Regions from separate parts of the Hordeum vulgare genome. Here region 2 is linked to region 1. A link is a contact called in public Hi-C data. All regions are on one chromosome and are shown on one strand. Each heading gives the region's core, a stretch centred on a gene start, on an enhancer-like site or on the middle of the called end of the contact. The rest is flanking DNA. Distances are from core to core; before and after follow the strand shown.

Region 1 (6,666 bases), core at 2,725-5,224:
GCTGTAGCAGTTTCAATATCTCACCACGCAAGAAACTATGTTCGCTTTCGGGTATAGGAGGAATGTCTTCCGTGGTTGTTATCCGATTGTATTCGAGATCAACCACCACTACCTGCAATTGCATGCATTGCCATTATCACATCATCATGATGCATCATAATGGTAAAGTTTGAGAAAACAAACAAGGAAAACGTAAGTTTGCATTGGTTGGCCAAACTAACAAAAACTTGGAGCAATAGTGAAACATCATTGTCAGAAAATGAATTCAGTATATGCAATATAAGAAGTTCAACATCTAAGCGCATGGAATACAGAATAAACAAATGCAATTCAACTTCTCTTGTTAAGGCTAGGGTACAGGTATTCTGTAACATGTTCGTTTACAAATCAGTGTGTTGTTCTCATGGAAATTGTCCACACACCCAGAAGAAAATCCTGACTTCTCAAAGTTCAGACTAGTAACAAAATATGTTGAACCAAACTTCTTCGCTCTCAAAATATCATAAGATACCTTGCACACGTCAGCTCAGGGTTACAAAACTATAAATGTAAAGATTTCTTGTGACTATTAATCAAAGCAAGATGGAGCACTCATACATCGGCTGTGAAAGGAAAATGATCCTAGAAGCAAAAATAAAAAACAGGTGGACCAAACCTTTTAAAAGGCTATTTCCACCAGTAAATAAGTAGTATGTATTGCCAAGAGAATATAGGCAGGCAAAGACAAAAAAACGGCCAACGGAAACTTCATTTAATGTTGCAACTTACACCATCCATTGTCACCGTAGATGTGTCAACGCCTGAATGAAGTCCCATCATGTAGGGAGTCGGAGCATCAATGTAGTCAACACCACTAGAGAATATTATTGGAATGTAGACATGCTGCAGCACAACAAATACGTTGAATGGGAATAATTCACCACATGAGCATAACATACAATAATGAGAATTTCTGGTACAGATATGAATGAAATCCTCAAGCGCAACAATTATTTTCACATATTTGTGAAGCCCACTAAAGACTTGGGAATAAAAAGGAACACAGTTGAATGAAACCCACCTGCCACCTAATCGGGTATATCAAATGGCATATGGCTTCTGAAACTAGCGTTAATAACGTATACCTGCATTACAAAACAAAAGAGAAGTCCATCAAGCTTAAGATAAACTTCAAACACTTCCACTTAAGGTGTTGTTGCAAAGTAACAATCTGTTCACTTGTAAACCTAAGCTAAGACTGAGATGGTATAATGAAAAACGGTCCTTTGTGTTTCCTCGAAAAATGTAAAAACATACTCCCTCCGTTCCTAAATATAAGTCTTTTAAGAGATTACACTATGGACTACATACGGAGCGAAACGAGTGAATCCACACTCTATAGTATGTCTATATACATCCGTATGTAGTCTGTAGTGTAATTTCTTAAAAGACTTATATTTAGGAATGGAGGAAGTAGTCAAGAGTTGCATTGTGAAACTCAACGGACTTGTTAGATCTTAGCAATATCCTTCTTTCAAGCAGAACGGCAGTAAAGAGCTGTATTAGTTTATCAACATCCAGACACTGCACCAATGGCTGGAAGGATATCTGCAATCACAATCAGCTTGATATTACAAGTTGGATGTGAGCAAAATGGAGTATCTAAAATGGTACTGGAAATATATGATCAAGGAACATAAGACGAAATGGAAAGGAAGCCATACATCAGCGTGAGGAAGCCATTCTTTTGGAGGGGTTTCCGAGGAAAGAAGGCAATTATCAATGGCAAACAAGACACGATCCTTTCCCGGTGTTGGTAATGGAACATTTGACACCACATGGGATATTATATCCCACAAAGGCTTGCTGAAATCAGGGACGACAAATATTAAGCCATGAAAAAGGCGTAATCCATAGTTTGCCATTATCAAGCGCACGCATGAATAATGAACTTTACCTACAACCGGCAGGAGAAAAACAAAGGACAAATATTTCCTCTAGAGCATCTCGAAGGACTTGGAAACAAGGAGAATGGGACACAAAGCAGATGCATTTATCAGCAAAAGAATTCACTGGAATTTGGTAGGCTTCAATAATATCTTCACAAATTGGATCTCGAAATGCAATACAACTGACGTAAATTTTTGAACCATCTCCCTCTACAAAAAATGATGACTATGTTAAGAGGTCCCTATGTATACAATAAAAAAATCAACTTGAAGGATTAAAAACATGCTCAAAGTCCAGGAAATATCAATTACCAACAAGACCAACTAATGTAATTAATCACATACCTGTCAAAACTATGGGATAGCTCCTTGGATAGGTGGAGACGTCATTGGCGTCCAACCCAGAAGAGTATATTCTTACACCAGCTGGCAAAACACACTGCAGTTATCAACGGACAATGATAGAAAGGTTCAGATTACAATAAAACAAGATTAGGGATAAAATAGACATGATGATATCATGATTGTCATTCAGCGGTTCAAATTATTATAACATGAGATCATTCACATTCTCTTGTTCACATTACTATCTTTTCCTTTCAGTTATCTAGCAAAGATCTCCACTATTTTATTGGTGTTCAAGGTTCAACCCCTGGGAAAATGACATGGAATTATCCACCATTGCTAAAAAAAATGATGGTTAAAAATAAATGCATGGCACACCCTACCCCTTGTTTTCCATCCCATGTGTCATTAACGTGTTTTTACGCAATAAGACATGGCTTACAGACTTTGACACTGCTAACTAATTTTGGTTGTAGATTATATGTGCTGATACAAAAAGGGCACGGGCAAAAGGTCACTGGCAGGGATGTGACTGCTAAAATAGCATGTCCCTACATACATCACATGATCACATTGTAAAAGTATCCTTCCATGTTCAATTATCTCCAACCACGGAGCAAGTTGGGGCACTTGTCCTAGAATGCCAGCATAGACAAGCCGACAAGGAACCACTCCCTAGCTATACCATCATTTTCCCAAGATAGCAGGATTTTGAACTTCTGATGATAACTTTTAATAAGGAGAGATGAATGTAACTGTTCAAAGAAGAAACTCTGTTGGGCAGAGCTAGGTTAAGCCTCTAGTTATCTAGTGTGCACATTGGTCTGAGTGCCTACAGACTCACCCTTATAAAAATCAATCAAACTTGAAACCCAACCGAATCAGGTCAACCTAATCAACAGACTAGGTGGTCGCGTAATCTTGAGGCGGCACAACCCCAGTAGGATGGCGAGCAAGCGGTGGCATGGGGCAGCAAGCAGTGGCCGTGCAAAAAGAACTATCCCCACTAGATCAGCAAGTGTGCTGACAATGTTATCACGATTCACGTCGCACTGGCTTCGTCCCTGATCACGTCGCAGGCCAAACAATTCACGGCACAGTGTGGAGGCCTATAATTTTCCCAGCCATTCTTAAATTTCTGTCTCGGCCGATGCACAGTTGAGTACGCAACTGGCATATACAATTCTAACCTCAGTGCACTAGAGCATCACGAATTCACCTCTAATGATCAACCATTTCGAAGTTAGCAACACGCCAGCCCAATCAAATGCTAACAACACCAATTTGTCCATTTCACCAAAAATTCTAACGATGGGCAGCTGGCTGAAAGGAGCGGGATCTGCGACTCACGGTGGGGAGCTGCGGGGGCGGGGGAGGGTAGAGCGCGTGGCCCGAGTGCGGGAACTGGTCGATGAAGGCAGGCATGTACATTTCTTCGGCGCCATGGAAGCCCTTCAGGCCATCCAGCGCCCGGATCTCTGGCCCCAGCCCGCATACCACGAAATACTCGAAGATCCGTGACGTTGATGCCATCGCCGCTGTCGTCGATCACCGGCAGTCACGCCTACCCGCCCGCCTCCGGGAAGGGATCCTCGGCGCGGTCGGTCTCCGTCGATCTCTCCCTAATTTCGACTCTGCGGGAAAGGGAGGAGATGGTGTAGGCCGTGGGACGAAGGAAGGCGACGAACTACTACATGGGTCGGGTGGACTTTCTGTTTGTGATCCGTTAGGGAAAAAACAGGGATAGACCCGTTAGGGAAAAAAATACAAAAATACTCCCTCCGTTCCTAAATAAGTTTTTTTAAAGGTTGCACTATGGAATATATACGGATATATATAGACATACTTTAGAGTATATATTCATTCATTTTACTTCGTATGTAGACCCCTAGTGAGATCTTTTAAAAAACTTATATTTAGAAACGGAGGGAGTACTATAAATCTGATGACATTGCCGCTAAAAAAACTGAGCACCGAATTTTTCATGCGAAAAGAGATACTCCCATAAGAATTTGCCATGTTTTAAAATAAAAGTTATCATGTAGAGCGTAAAAAACAGAAAATCGTTAAGATGCAGCATTAATTAATAAAGGGTGTCCTACTTTTAGTCTAAATATATCACGTTTGATCATATTGGTATCATTTTTATAAAATTACCGTTAGGAATACGGAATACGGTAGCAAATTTTAGGCCTTGTTCTTCAAAGTCCTCTTTGCCAACTACCAACAAATGATACAAAAATATCCTTTCTGGGGGTTTATATATTTCTATGACGACGTTCTGCCTGAGTTTCTCATCTATCAATCAGATTTTGGGGTTTTTCGAAGGGGAGAAGTGATGGTTAGAGAGATAGAGCGATAAATAGGGGTTTGACTATTTTATCACACTAGATGATACCTGCATGTTGTTGCGGGAATCGTTAATAAATAATTTGATGTTTACAAACATGAGAATTTTTTATGAAACAGTATGTGCCAATGATATTCTTTGGAAAAATATTATTTCAAATAACAAAGAAAAGTGTTGAAAAGATAAAACTGTGTGCAATGAAATTTTAGTATGTGCCGATGATAAAGAGTGTTCTCTGGAAAAAAAATATTGTTTAGAATAAGATAGAAATGTGATGAAAAACAAAAATTGTGTGCACGTGAATTTGTGTACTAATTATTACCTTAACAATATATCACCAAGGTGATGCGAAAAAACACCTTTAATTAAAGAGATTTCAACCCTTGAAAAGACCTGAAACAACAACGACAAATATAGTTCTCTATTCCACAAAAAGATAGTTTGCTTAGAGCAAAAAAACACGGGTTCGCTAATAATCTACTATTCTATTAAAATATTACTAATAAATCACGAAGTATACTATCGAATAAATCATGATTCTCATTGGATGAACCTTGTGCAACATAGTGCTACCATTCATGACATTATACTCGGGTAGCTTTAATTTTTTTTATCTAATGCATAGTAAATATACATGCTTCTCCCCTGTAAAAGAAAAATATACATGCTTCTGAATTTGGTAAAGCTTAGTTCCATTCCTCAAAATAAGCCTGATAAGTTATCTGCATGTACGCGGTTAATAAAATTAAATTAGGATTAAAAGGTCGCCTTGAAATATTGGAGTTTGTAGGGGATGAATGCATCTGGCGTAATTCAGATCCTTCGGATCCATGCCCAAGGTGGCAACACACGGCTCCCCATTCTAGTCATGTAGCGGTGCTCTTCTCCATCTATCTAACACTCTCGTTCTGCTTGTTTGACCCGCGGTAGTATCCAGTGATGGTGTAGAATTTTGACAATATAGAATGTAAATAATCAGTCCAAAATTTAATGATGCACAAATTATTCACTACAAAAAAAATCTGATTAGATAAACTAATCCGTTCAAAAATTAGGCAAAAAGGCTGATTGATCTTTTGACATACCTCAACCTACGACCGTTTTAATCGGTGTGTGGCCTCGCCCGCTGCTATGTCATCACTGTTGCCTACGTGCACCTATTGCTCTCGTTAATGGATACCAGCGCACTGTTATTTGTCTGTCCTTGCTACCGCCGCGTTGCAGTAGCACTTAGTTGGAAGGCTGAATGATTCATTCATGATTTGTGGGAGATGAACTGGCTTTATTCCAATAAACGAGCCTATGAATGATCAATACTGAGATAGTGGATAAAAGGAAGATGGACAGGCACTCGTTTTGTATGCCACCTACATTTGTTGCACGCTGCACATCATGATAATGCACAATACTTGTGTGCGGCACGACGTGGTGGAAGAAATTGAGATGACCTTGCTAAGAAGGCAGATAATTCATGTCAACCAATGATGGGTCCCTCTTGTAATTCGGTAGCGGAGCGCTGATGTGGATAGCTTGCATGTTAAGATAAATAGGATGGTGGGAATAAAACTCTTAGGTATATAGGATGTGGAGTGATTTTCTAATGAGAGGGGCCATGCGATGGTGAGAGTGTGGGAGGTGAGAGGGTCACATGGCAGTTTGGTGTGTGACCCATCGTCGATGGAGCATTGAGGGCGTGCAACCCCTCTTCCTAGCTGTCAGCATGCATCGACGACGCGGCATCGATAGCACACATCATCTCCCGGGGTAGTGTGTCATCTCGGTTCTCCAAGGCCTAGACAACACGCGACCTCAGCCGATGCAGTCTCTGTTGCAGCCTTAGACGGTTCAGTTGCAACAGCCGATGCAGCCACAGTTTGTCCAGCCGACTGCTGTGATTTCGACGGTTGCTGTTGATGCTACCGCATCGGCAAGTGGCACTTTGGTCCCTGATACGACGCATCAATCTGAGGCGGCTGCAGGGGCAAGGTTAAAGCTAAAAAGAGCACCAAGTGTTGGAAGTGTCGTGTGGATTCTCATACCACA
Region 2 (7,477 bases), core at 2,242-4,741, 720 kb after region 1:
TATCACATCACATGTCAAACCCTGCAAAAACAAGTTAGACGTCCTCTAATTGTTGTTGCAAGTTTTACGTGGCTGATTTGGGTTTCTAGCAAGAACGCCTTCTTACCTACGTGACAGCCACAACGATGATATGCCAAAGCTATTTACCCTTCATAAGGACCCTTTTCATCAAATCCAATCCGACTAGAGTAGGAGAGACAGACACCCGCTAGCCACCTTTATGCACGATGTGCATGTCTGTCGATGGAACCAGTCTCACGTAAGCGTACGTGTAAGGTCGGTCCGGGCCGCTTCATCCCACAATACCGCCGGAAAAGAATAGGACTAGTAACGGCAAGCAAATTGACAAACCATCGCCCACAACTTTTGTGTTCTACTCGTGCATAGAATCTACGCATAGAAAACCTGGCTCTGATACCACTGTTGGGTAACGTAGCATAAATTCAAAAAATTTCCTATGCATGTTCAGATCTTCCTATGGAGAGACCAGCAACGAGAGAGAGGTAAGAGCATCTTCATACCTTTGAAGATCGCTAAGTGGAAGCGTTTGCTAGAACGCGGTTGATGAAGTCGTACTCGCGGTGATTCCGATCTAGTGCCGAACAACGGCACCTCCGCGTTCAACACACGTGCAGCCCGGTGACGTCTCCCGCACCTTGATCCAGCAAGGAGGAGGGAGAGGTTGGGGAAGAAGACTAGCAACACGACGGCGTGGTGTTGGTGGAGAGACGAGGTCTCCCGGCAGGGCTTCGCCAAGTGCCGGCAGAGAGGAGGAGGGAGAAGTGCAGGGCTGCGCCGAGGAAGAGGGAAAACTGTGTCCTCCAAAGGCCAAAAGTGCCCACTATATATAGGGGAAGGGGAGAGGGGGTGCCACCCCTAGGGTTCCCACCCTAGGGGGTGCGGCAGCCCTCCCAGATGGGGTTTGTGGCGGCAAGATGGGGAGGAGGGGGTGGCGCACCCCTCTGGTGGGCCTAAGGCCCACCTAAGTTAGGGTTCCCCCCCTCTTTTTCTTTCCCCTGCGCCATGGGCTGAGTGAGGAGGCGTACCAGCCCAACTAGGGGCTGGTTCCCACCCCCACTTAGCCCATCTTACCTTTTGGGGTCGCAGCCCCCCTTCGGTGGTCCCCCGGGACCACCTCCGGTGGTCCCGGTGGTCCCGGTACGTTACCGGTGATGCCCGAAACACTTTCGGTGTCCGAAACCATCCGTCCTATATATCAATCTTTACCTCCGGACCATTCCGGAGCTCCTCGTGACGTCCTGGATCTCATCCGGGACTCCGAACAACTTTCGGTAATCTCGTATAACAATTCCCTATAACCCTAGCGTCATCGAACCTTAAGTGTGTAGACCCTACGGGTTCGGGAGACAGGCAGACATGACCGAGACACCTCTCTGGCCAATAACCATCAGCGGGGTCTGGATACCCATGGTGGCTCCCACTAGCTCCACGATGATCTCATCGGATGAACCACGATGTCAAGGATTCAATCAATCCCGTATACGATTCCCTTTGTCTGTCGGTATAGAACTTGCCCGAGATTCGATCGTCGGTATACCTATACCTTGTTCAATCTCGTTACCGGTAAGTCTCTTTACTCGTTCCGTAGTTCGTCATCGTGTGACTAACTCCTTAGTCACATTGAGCTCATGATGATGTTCTACCGAGTGGGCCCAGAGATACCTCTCCGTCACACGGAGTGACAAATCCCGATCTCGATTCGTGCCAACCCAACAGACACTTTCGGAGGTACCCGTAGTGCACCTTTATAGTCACCCAGTTACGTTGTGACGTTTGATACACCCAAAGCACTCCTACGGTATCCGGGAGTTGCACAATCTCACGGTCGAAGGAAAAGATACTTGACATTAGAAAAGCATTAGCATACGAACAATACGATCTAGTGCTAGGCTTAGGATTGGGTCTTGTCCACCACATCATTCTCCCAATAATGTGATCCCGCTATCAATGACATCCAAATGTCCATGATCAGGAAACCATGATCATCTATTGACCAACGAGCTAGCCAACTAGAGGCTTGCTAGGGACACATTGTGATCTATTCATTCACACATGTATTACTGTTTCCTGTTAATACAATTATAGCATGAACGATAGACGATTATCATGAACAAGGAAATATGATAATAACCATTTTATTATTGCCTCTAGGGCATATTTCCAATATTTATCCTTTTAGGAGTGTTTGATCATATGCTTTGATTGTTTGATGCTATCACACTATTACCTTTGAGCTATCTACATGGTGATCATTCACTTGCTTGATTGATGTTATGTGCATTACTATTCATTCATGTCATTTATGCGCACCAACAAGTTGTATGTGACATGGAAGAGTAACCCATGGTCCTAATCGATTGTGCATTTGCATTCAAAAGCAAATTTAAAATAATGCATAAATTTAGGGGGAGCTCTGGCTTTTCACATACTTCTCAAAGCGTCGATGCTAACCATTGATTATATCTTTTGTCGAAGCTTTGATCTATATGTTGTCCTCAATTACCAAGAAGGGGGAGATTGAAAGCACAATTGGTACCAAAGGTGGTTTTGGTAAATAATTATAAAATATGCATCATTGGACTAATGATCTTATCCAAGTATATTTCAGAAAAGTTCAAAGATGCCTTGTCTATAGGATTGTATGGAGATGCCCCTTGATGCAAGGAAAGGAATAGGATTGGCTCAAGCTTCAAGCAAGAAGGATCTTCATTTTTACAATTGTGAGAAATCACTTTGAGTCGATAGGAAAATCAATACTATTAAAAGGGGATGGGGTATTATGATGAATTGGTTGCTCAAGTGCTTAGAAGTAGCCACAAAAAATACTTAGCCATTCTCTCACAAAATATCTCTGTGCAAAGCCACATCAGCAAAATCGGTGCCACCAAGTATTTCCACTCGGCCCTATCGATTTTACACTTGACACACTCTATGCCAAAGCCTACCATCTTGGTACCATCAACTTTCACGTCGGTGTCATCGAGATTCAGTGACCAACTTTCTGTGGAGAGGAATTCAAGAATCAGAATTTTCTAGTTCGAAATCGGTCTCATTGAGATTTAGAAACTGGTCTAGGTCATTGTATTGGTATCACCAAGATTCCTATATAGGTCTCACCGAGAGTTCAAAAGTTTTCATATTTAGTGCAACTCGGTACCACCGAGATTGATTTCGGTGCCAACGAGTTGGGCAATAATGTTGTAAAGGTTGGATTTTAGGGATGCCTATATATACCCCTCCACCTACACTCGGAACACAATTACACTTGCCATATCCATTTTTTAAGAGAGAGTCATCTACTAATGTGTTGAGATCAAGAGATTCCATTCCAATCATTTAAACCTTGATTTCTAGCCTTTCTAAGTTGTTTTTCACAAGATCAATCTCTTCTACCCATGCTAAATCCATGAGAGAGTGATTCAGTGTTGAGAAGACTATCTTTAAAAGCACAAGAGAAGAAGTTCATCGTTCTACCACATTCCGGACTGAACGAGGCCTAATCATCCTATCAGGCCGAGCTCGACCCTGAAATCATGCCCAACAATCAGGCCGGGCCGATCTCAGGCTTGAGCAAAACTATTTTTAGCCGTAGTCAGGCCGGGCCGGTGGCCATGTCGGGCTTTTTCAGGCTCGAGCACTTTTTGTTAGGCCCGGCGGTCGGGCGGGGCCGGACTCGGGCGTGGGTTTTCAACGGTGGTTCTTTTCAGCCCGATCTGGCCGGCATATGGCCAGGTATAGCCCAGCTCCACGAACTGACATGCGAGGCCCATGATTCATCCTCACACAACTCAGCTCGGTGCATGCTGCTGACCGACCCTCTCGGAGTATTTTACTTCTTCACTCGTCTCCTCGGACCCCTCACCTCTGCACGCTCGTGTCCCCTCCACCCTCCCTTCCCCTCTCCCCGCGCACCAAGAAGAGCACCTGCGCGGCCGGCAATGGCCTGCGCCCGCTTCGTAGCCCTCGCGGTATTGGCAGTCGTTTGCCACTCTCTGTTCGGCCTGGCCTCTGCGGCGGATGACGGAGAGCTGCGGGCGCTGCTGGAGTTCAAGGCGGCGCTGGACCCGACGGGGCGCCTTCTGCCGTCGTGGGCGCCCGGGCGGGACCCGTGTGCCCGTGGAGGGTTCGAGGGCGTCGCGTGTGACGCCCTCGGCGCTGTCGCCAACGTCTCGCTGCAGGGGAAGGGCCTGGCCGGGACGCTCTCCCCTGCCGTCGCGGGCCTCCGCGCGCTCACCGGCCTGTACCTCCATTACAACGAGCTCCGCGGCGGGGTGCCCCCGGAGCTCGCCAAGCTCACAAGGCTCACCGATGTCTACCTTAACGTCAACAACTTCTCCGGGCCCATCCCGGCCGAGATCGGCGCCATGGCCTCGCTGCAAGGTGAGCCAAGTCCGAGCTCCGCGTCTTCTCTTTCTGATTCTTGCTTGCCTAGTTGCATGTGGCGCCGTGAACTCTGCCACTGCCAGTGCTGCATTGCTTGGATTGATTCGATTCGTCCCGTTCTATTCCAGTCCAGTACTCCAGTCTCCTATGCTACCTAGCGTGCCATGATCCTGAAACAAGTTCTTGGATTCACTGACGCTTCTTGGCTGATATTGCTATATATATGATTTGGTCATCGATTGATTTTCTACACTTGTTGGTTTGTTTGCCACTCTAACACTGCTGTTAATGTTGATGTGTCAAAAAAAAAAAGTGTTGCAGCTGTGCTACAATCAGCTGACCGGGAGCATCCCCACCCAGCTGGGGCTGCTGAACAGGCTCGCCGTGTTGGCTTTGCAGTCCAACCACCTGAACGGCGCCATCCCTGCTAGCCTCGGCGACCTGCCCGAGCTGAGGCGGCTGGACTTGAGCTTCAACAACCTCTTCGGCTCCATCCCGGTGAGGCTCGCCAGGCTGCCTCAGCTCGCTGCTCTCGATGTTAGGAACAACTCGCTCACCGGCAGCGTGCCCTCCGGTACGCAACAATCTACGAATCCATTCTTGAGCTCCCAAGAACTGCTCCGCTCAGTGTCAGTTTGATTTGGTTGCTCCCCAGAACTGGCCAAGCTGGAGGGTGGATTCCAGTACGGGAACAACACTGATCTGTGCGGCACCGGGCTCCCCGATCTCCGGCCGTGCACTCCGGCGGACCTCATCGACCCCGACAGGCCCCAGCCGTTCAGCGCTGGCATCGCGCCGCAGATCAAGCCGGGCTCTTCCGACAGGCATTGCAGCGGAACCCACTGCCCCCCTTCCACCAAGGCTCTCGCGGCCGTCGTCATTGTCGCGGTGATCCTTCTGGGGGCGACAGCGGCCGGTCTCTTGGTCTTCTCGTGGCACAGGTGGCGCAAGCAGAGGAGGGCCTCAGGCGCAGGCGCACCTCCGATGACCACGGTGGGCGGCCGGTGCAGCATCGAGGGCGAGGCGACCAAGGAATCGTTCCGCAAGAGCGCGTCGTCAACGCTGGTGAGCCTCGAGTACTCCAACGGCTGGGACCCGCTGGCCGACGGGCGGAGCGGCGTCGGGTTCTCGCAGGAGGTGTCCCCGAGCTTCCGGTTCAACATGGAGGAGGTGGAGTCCGCGACGCACTACTTCTCGGAGCTGAATCTCATGGGGAAGAAAACCTCCAGGTCCAAGAGTGGCGCCGGAAGCAGCTTCGCGGCCACGTACAGGGGCACGCTGCGCGACGGCACGCCCGTCGTCGTCACTCGACTGGGCAAGACCTGCTGCAAGCAGGAGGAGGCGGAGTTCCTCAAGGGCCTCAAGCTGCTGGCCGAGCTTCGGCACGACAACATCGTGGGGCTGAGGGGGTTCTGCTGCTCCAGGGCCAGGGGAGAGTGCTTCCTCGTGCACGACTTCGTGCCCAACGGCAGTCTATCGCACTTCTTGGACGTTGCAGGAGAAGACGGCGGCGGCGGTGCTCTCGGCCATGGCGGGCGCGTCCTTGAGTGGTCCACGAGGGTGTCCATCATCAAGGGAATTGCTAAAGGTATGGTGGTAGTGTCCCTCTCTGTCAGTGTCTAAGCCATCAGTTATCAAACACTGCTACTGCCAGTGTGGTACTCCTCTGTTCAAAATAAGTATCTTAAGCTTAGTAGTATAATTTCCATCAGTTATCAAACACTGCTACTGCTAGTGTGGTACTCCTCTGTCCAAAATAAGTATCTTAAGCTTAGTAGTATAATTTTGTATCCGGGGAATGACACTTTAGTTACTTCGGAGATGACAACTTTAGTTACCCAGGATGACAAATGTAGTTGAAAAAGCATAACAACTTTTCTGTTTTGGTTAACTATAGTTGCCATGTCCAATTAACGACACTTGCCGCATGTAATTAAATCATAGTTGCCATGTATGATTAACTACTTGCCACATATGATCAAACAATAGTTGTCATGTGTGATTAACTACTTGTCACGTGTGGTCCAACCATAGTTGACATATATGGTTAATCATAGTTGCCATGTGTGTTTATCTAGTTGCCACATACGTGCAACTGCAGTTGCCATCTAGCAACTACAAGCGTGGGCGGAGAGCAGTTCACCCACACGCGGGCGACTTGGGGGTGACTGTGTAGATAGAAACTGGTTCACCCACATGGCGCAGCTGATAACCGCACATTGCAGATCGTGTGGGCAAGCGCTCTAACACCCACACAACATGCTATGCCTACGGAAAACTGAAATTCCAACAAACTTCTTTAGGATTCGTGTAAAACATAACAGACGAAGATTAGTGCGTCTGGACAAATTGCAGATATGGCATACGTGTGGACGTTACCATTCGGGTTTTTAAAATGGAGGAAAACCCTGCCTCATCATGGGGTGCGCATAGCCATAATAATTAAAGGACCTGGATATTCAGGGAACATCAGATTTTTAGGCATTGGCAAATCGAACATATTTTATGACAGTGTTCGTTGAGATTGACAAGTTTAGTTCGCGAGCATGGTAAATTTGTCATAGTTTATTTTTTGCCAGAAAATAACCGGGTTTGTAAACTAAATTTGTCATCCTCGCATCAAATTGTCATGGAAAACGTTCAATTTGCTATGTACAAATCTGACGTTAAATTTTTAGCCTTTCCGTAATTAAAGTACCATGGGCTAGAGCACTCAAATCGTCTCAAGTATCTGCAAGAAGCCACAACCTGTGAAATTAGGAACATATGCCTGTAAATACAAAGTGTATTATTAGATTACCGTCCAAACCAGTTGAATCTATTCCGTGTTACATTCTTTCATTGGTTCGAATTTTTGCAAAAGCAAGGTTCCTTATCCATGTTTATTATGCAGGAATTGGATATCTGCACAGTACTAGAGCAAACAAACTCCCTCTTGTTCACCAAAACATATCGGCGGACAAAGTTCTGGTGGATTACACCTACAAGCCTCTGATTTCTGGTTCCGGCCTGCACAAGCTTCTTGTGGACGACCTGGTCTTCTCGACACTCAAGGCGAGTGCCGCCATGGGGT

The links. Hi-C and Micro-C count contacts between places; a contact is called where the count stands out from the background.
Region 2: a Hi-C map of seedling shows a contact between it and region 1, with 5 times the contacts expected there. The contact joins the promoter of LOC123443754 here to the promoter of LOC123443751 in region 1. A contact is called at or near these places in 2 of 6 Hi-C or Micro-C datasets (leaf and seedling) and 1 of 1 datasets of contacts at active chromatin or transcription factors (embryo).

What each region holds. Positions count from the first base shown.
Region 1 is chr3H:326,797,233-326,803,898 of MorexV3_pseudomolecules_assembly, forward strand. LOC123443751 (DENN domain and WD repeat-containing protein SCD1) reads right to left here and starts at 3,975. Exons shown (of 31, transcript XM_045120274.1): 1 at 3,624-3,975; 2 at 2,274-2,367; 3 at 1,937-2,138; 4 at 1,704-1,845; 5 at 1,487-1,587; 6 at 1,061-1,124; 7 at 769-882; 8 at 1-112. The coding sequence starts at 3,806.
Region 2 is chr3H:327,518,371-327,525,847 of MorexV3_pseudomolecules_assembly, forward strand. LOC123443754 (LRR receptor-like serine/threonine-protein kinase GSO1) reads left to right here and starts at 3,492. Exons shown (of 4, transcript XM_045120276.1): 1 at 3,492-4,401; 2 at 4,718-4,978; 3 at 5,060-5,992; 4 at 7,298-7,477. The coding sequence starts at 3,555.